Regions from separate parts of the Bicyclus anynana genome. Here region 1 is linked to region 2. Evidence: chromatin contacts called from public Hi-C data. All regions are on one chromosome and are shown on one strand. Each heading gives the region's core, a stretch centred on a gene start, on an enhancer-like site or on the middle of the called end of the contact. The rest is flanking DNA. Distances are from core to core; before and after follow the strand shown. Region 1 overlaps LOC112047137 (paired box protein Pax-6). Region 2 holds the start of LOC112048345 (torso-like protein).

The links. Hi-C and Micro-C count contacts between places; a contact is called where the count stands out from the background.
Region 1: a Hi-C map of whole larva shows a contact between it and region 2, with 4 times the contacts expected there. The contact joins the enhancer-like site here to the promoter of LOC112048345 in region 2. A contact is called at or near these places in 2 of 2 Hi-C or Micro-C datasets (whole body and whole larva).

What each region holds. Positions count from the first base shown.
Region 1 is chr23:10,385,562-10,388,818 of ilBicAnyn1.1, reverse strand. It overlaps LOC112047137 (paired box protein Pax-6), which reads right to left. Exons shown (of 11, transcript XM_052888635.1): 11 at 391-2,037. The coding sequence ends at 1,949. Among protein-coding and RNA genes, the nearest start is that of LOC112047113, 17 kb to the left of the region's middle. Within about 2 kb of position 1,873, at least 8 of the 8 cell types and tissues checked have open chromatin away from gene starts, as enhancers often do.
Region 2 is chr23:10,229,112-10,232,008 of ilBicAnyn1.1, reverse strand. It overlaps LOC112048345 (torso-like protein), which reads left to right and starts at 1,595. Exons shown (of 7, transcript XM_052888639.1): 1 at 1,595-1,952. LOC128199376 reads left to right here. Exons shown (of 4, transcript XM_052888625.1): 4 at 1,183-1,419. The coding sequence ends at 1,186.

The DNA.
Region 1 (3,257 bases), core at 624-3,123, 160 kb before region 2:
GGACATAGGCCTCTTGCATGGACCTTCAAGCATAACGATCTCGAGCCGCCAGCATCCAGCGGTTTCCTGCAATCCGCTTGATGTCCTCTGTCCACCTAGTGGGGGGTCGACCAACACTGCGCTTTCCGGTGCGGGGTCGCCATTCCAACACCTTGGGACCCCAACGTCCATCGGCTCTTCGAACTATGTGACCTGCCCATTGCCACTTCAGCTTCGCGACTCGCTGAGCTATGTCGGTGACTTTGGTTTGTCTGCGGATCTCCTCATTTCTGATTCGATCCCGCAGAGAAACTCCAAGCATAGATCGCTCCATCGCCCGCTGAGTGATTTTGAGCCTTCTAATGAGGCCCATAGTAGAGTTCATGTTTAAAGCGAATGTAAGTTAGAATGCAACAAAGTATACATGAATGTGTTTTAGAAATACAATAACCATTAGAGGCATTTGTGTTCATCTATACTTATAATAAATCTGTAGAGAGGTCAATTCTGTACATGAAATATATTTCCAAAATAACTATCAGGGGGTGATTAGTGATCGATACTGATGCCAAAAATGCAATCAGTAAAATTTTTTGTCTGTCTGTATGTTCGTTATAGGAACAAAAATTACTCGACGGATTTTAACGAAACTTAGTACAATTATTATTTATACTCTTGGGCAGGTTATAGTATACTTTTCATCACGCTACGATCAATAGGAGCAGAGCAGTGAAGGGAAATGTTGGGAAAACGGGAGAAGTTACTCCATTTTACAGCGATATTACTGTAAGGGCTGGATTAAAAAGGTCTAAAGGCGGAAGAAGTCGCGGGCGTCCGCTAGTAAATAATAATATTTACAGGCTTTTTACATAATTCCAAGGGTAGCAGAAATTGTAGGTAGCTTTGAATGCAAAGTTTGGTAAAAACCTTGTTTTCAAAGCTAGAATTTTTTGATTGCTTCCAATTTAGCATTAAAAAAACATATGTTACTTTGAGTCTTAAATAATTTGATGCCAGGTAAGTGGACTTTAATTATCTACCAATGAACAGTGTATTCGATAACTAGTGCATCCAAGGTATAAAAGAATCGAAGGCTGTTTTTTGAAAATTTTCTTCCCTAAAAATACTAATTATGTATGGTAAATGTCAATTGATTTATATTTATGATACAAAATATACAAACACGCTTCGTCTGTGTCTGTGACAATTTGCCCCGATGCAGGGGTGAGAAACAAATCGTTGTAACGAAGCTTATTGCCACGTTTTTCTATACAGCATTAACATTTTGCACCCCCATTGCATACATCAAAGAAATGAAAGGGTTGGAACTCGCATAGGGCGTGGAACACTCAATTATTACAAACGTTGGCACAAACAATTTACATTTAATTTCATGTCGAGGAAAACGAATTGCGGAGGAGACTTCCTCTACTCGACAATAGATGGCGCTCTATATATTTACAATAACGCCACTATTGTTCTCTATAATTTATTCGATCATACACAATGAAACATGCTGCAAAAATGTACACTAGTTTATTAGCAAGCAAATGAGTAGGTTAAAAGAACGTATGTATGTCGAGTAGCAACGCAACATAGCTCAAAGTGTACGACCATTACTTACTCCTACATTTGAACATCATCAGTTGCTTAGCCGTAACACGTTAATACAAAAACTATACACAAATAAATACGTTGCACCATTAAAACACTAAAAAATAACCACTGGGTATTGCGTATTAACTTTATTTCACAATTTGTGTTCGATTTCGATTTACGACACAGAGTTCTCTTGCATATCTCCCGCCAAAACGGCGCTGTCATGGCCGGCTGTCATGTTTAAAGCGTTCATAGACAAGTGAGAGTCGGCGTAGTTGTGCGCTATGTCGCCGCTAGATGGCAACTCGGGCACGGTGGTCGGGTTCTCAGGCATCGAGAGCAGTCGATGCGGGAACCCGAATAGCTGAGATCACTGAAGCCGTCCCCAATAATTCGACGCGAGGTCCGGCCCCTGCGAAGGTATTTGCACAGGGACGCTCACGCCCGCCGATATCACACCTACGGAAGAGGGGAAGCAATATTATTAAACTGTAATTTAAATATGTTGCAGATATTTATCGCGTGTCATCCAATTTAACGCAGTGACGCAGTGGTATGAGCGGTTGATTTACAAGACGGAGGTCTTGGGTTCGATCATGGCTGGACCGATTGAGGTTTTTTTAATTGGTCCAGGTCTGGCTCGTTGGAGTCTTTGGCCGTGGCTACTGTCCTACCGGCAAAGACGTACCGCCAAGCGATTTAGCGTTCCGGTACGATGTCATGTAGAAATTAAAAGGGCTGTGGATTTTCATCCTCTTCCTAACAAGTTAGCCCGCTTCCATCTTAGATTGCATCATCACTTACAATCAGGTGAGTCTACCTATTTACTAATTTAACGGTAACGGTAATTTTTACTCTTGCAATGATCATCATCACAAATAGATATCAGACTTTAGATAATGACCAGAAACCGGCAGCTTAAAGAGCTCTCGGCGTCTGCAGGGTGGTAACAACAACAATTTATAAACCTCAGATTTATTATCAAAATTTTTTTGAAAGAAAGAAAACCTAATATATCGTAGCTCGATCCAAGGCTAGTAGAACCCAGAATCTCATGATCTGAAGCCACATAGGCTAACCACTGGACTAGCGGGGCAGTTGCAATTAGCTATATACGAGAAGTACCTACCTATTAAGTATTGTGAGCACCCAGTAAATGAATTATTAAAGTGTATAGTAATTGCAATGAATCGCTAAAATAAGTAAATTTTAGTTTGTAGATAGATTAGAAACTTGAACTCAATGGGCAATCCATTTAACTTAAGTAGCGTACCTAGGCATTTAGTGGGTGGGCACGTTAATGAAATTATTCATAATTTTAGTAAATTCAATTACCTAGTTACTTTAAATTGTCTTTATAAATACCTCCCTAAGTAGTCTTAGGGACTGATTGCACTTATGCGTATTTCAGTGAACTACCTTATATGGTTATCTACAATTATTATTGTTACTAACCATCATAGCAAGTTATCTATTCTGAAATTCTTCTATCATCGTTATGTATACGTATAATAATATCAATAGAATAACATAATATTATATCATTTTTACAAAAAGTCGTTTTGACTATAAGAACCGACGTACAATGAAATGTACCTTAGCTAGCAAACTTACATAATAACTTACATAATGTCTAGGAAGTATATAGATTTGGACAACATCAGTTATGTGAAACTACT
Region 2 (2,897 bases), core at 346-2,845:
TTCCTTAAAGCTTGGCAAATTCGTTCGTAACACTTCCGATCGTCCGCGCGGGCCGGGAGGGTGTACCGATGCCCCGCGCTCGACTTCAATACCCTCGCAGTCCTTCCGTCTGCCCCGCCCGCACGACTTCACACCCGCGCAGTCCTTTCCCCCCCGTCGCACGCATATCATGAGAGTGTCATCAACGAACATGCCAAGTTATAAAATAACTATAACAAAGATATATTAAATTATACTACTAAATAAGCCGTGATAGCCCAGTGGACATGACCTCTGCCTCCAATTCCGGAGGGTGTGGGTTCGAATCCGGTCCGGGGCATGCACCTCCAACTTTTCAGTTGTGTGCATTTTAAGAAATTAAATATCACGTGTCTCAAACGGTGACGGAAAAACATCGTGAGGAAACCTGCATACCAGAGAATTTTCGTAACTCTCTGCGTATGTGAAGTCTGCCAATCCGCATTGGGCCAGCGTGGTGGACTATTGGCTTAACCCCTCTCATTCTGAGAGGAGACTTGAGCTCAGCAGTGAGCTGATTATGGGTTGATCAAATCAGTTCCCGTACGGGGATAATATACAGCCTTGCTCGAAAATTGGGCTATCTTACATTGAAAGAATTTTTGAAATCAGTCAGTTTAGCGTGTTCAACCAAACAAACAAACAAACTCTTCAGCTTTATATCTTAGTATAGATTTTGAAGTAAATAATATTAAATATTTATTACTGGCCCGCGACTTCGTCCGCGTGGAATTTAGTTTTTCACAAATCTATGATGAAATGTAGCCTATGTGTTAATCCAGAGTAAAATCTATTTCCATTTCAAATTTCAGCCAAATCGCTGCAAATTTCAGCAAAAGTTGCGGCGATAAAGAGTAACAATCAAACATACACACATTCAAACAAACATCCAAACAACCATTCAGACAAATTTTCGCTTTTATAATATAACTTTTATTTTATTTAATTAATACTTACTAGACAGAAAAAAGTTTAAGGTCATCATAAACGTCCTTTTATTGTATCCAATTGTTAAATAAGATTGCTGAAAGTTCAAGAAAAGAGCCGGAAAAATTAATTCTTAAAAATAATAATATGCAAGGAACGATACGTTCATGGCAATTTGAATTTTCCGTCAGTCAGTGTATATAATAAATAATTTATTGTCATTTTAAATATTTTCAGATAAAATACATAACAGCGCCCTCTATGACGAACTGCATGAACTATTAAGTTTTGCAACAGATTCTGGAAAACTGCCATCTATACAACGGTAGAAGAACTACGACGCGTATGCGTCTTGTGATAATAATTGGAACTTCTACAACATGTCACGGCTGAAGATCAACAAGTTTCCAGATTCACTTGAAAGATGGCAGTGTATTTTATTTTTTTTAATAAAAGTGTAATCGGTGTTTTAAATTCACAATATACATTTTGGTAAATTCTAATTTGGTTATTTAACTAAAATTTTGTATAAAAATACACATTAATTAAGCACTAACGTCGAGAGTTGTACGGTGCAGTAGTTGAAAAAATCAAGTCAAACAGCAAACAGGTCGAGTTCATAATCGAATCGACGCATTCACAGAACAACAGTCAGTGACCGAAACAAATCGAGGGAGGAGTGTCGCTACCTTGCGCTAAAAATACTAATATCGAAACAGTTGGCTTCAAAAAACAAACTGCTAACTTAGATTTCTGTGGCAAGCATGAAACATTATTATAATTAAAAGCAAACCGCGGCCGTGAACAGTCTTACTCTCTGTTTTCTTGTTATGTTTCCTCTTTATTTTGATAAATAAGATATTATTGTGATTTCGCGGTATTCTCGCGGGGATCCTATTGTGTGGACATAAAACAGTGTACCTATGTAATTATGAAAGGATGTTAATAACGTCTATTGAACAAATATCGGTGTTGGTGTTTTGAAATTGGATGGGATTGCACTACTGGTAAGCTATATTATTACTTACCGACTTCGCGGTCTGTCTTGCTTAAAAATAACTTGACTTTGAAGATGCGCACGATTGAACGTCTGAATATTTTACAATTTATGAAACTTGTCGAGAAGATTGACGCCGTTTTAACTTCTAAGGACTATTTTTATTTTTATTCTCTTCATTCTTCCATTTTTGAACATGTTTTTAAAAAGTTTGCATAAAGTGTGTAAAGAATTTATATTTTTTATTATGCAAATCATTTTAAAATTTAAGACATGGCTGTACGGTATAATACCTTTGCCTTTTCCATACGGGAAAGAAAAAAGAAAAAAAAATCACTTTAAAAAATTTTTTTCCAAGTTCCGATTTCTAGATATGGCCATAAAGCCTGATCACTCGTATTGTACCTACATTATCTTATACGAATAAATAAGTAAGTAGGTAGGTACCTATATTTTATGTGGGTAGGTAAACAAAAACTCATTTTAGTAAATTAAACTGTATACAGAGAAGTAAATTCTCCGTCTACGTAAGGTACCCTACTTGTTATATTCTAAGTACTCAGAATAGAACACTCAAAACTTAAACATTGGATGGTAGGTACCTACCTAATAAAAAACATGTTTCGTTTGTAGGTAACTTAAGTTTGACGTCAAGGTTTTTTCGAGATTGTTATACCACAGTATACTTTATACAATAAGTATACTGTGGTTATACTTACTATTTTAGATAATATAACGAATTAGTTACCTACGACTTTTTTATAATGTCATTGCCTACGACCTAATTTACAAACACACAGCAGAACATACTCGTAGAACCTCCTCCTTATTTCCTCTTCCCTCCTACGAAGTTGGCTAAAAAGAAAACTTTAACAGACAACATACAACTCAGAACATAGACAACTTTAGTAGTCTAGAATTAGATTCCCTTAAAGCGCGATATACGAAAAGATAA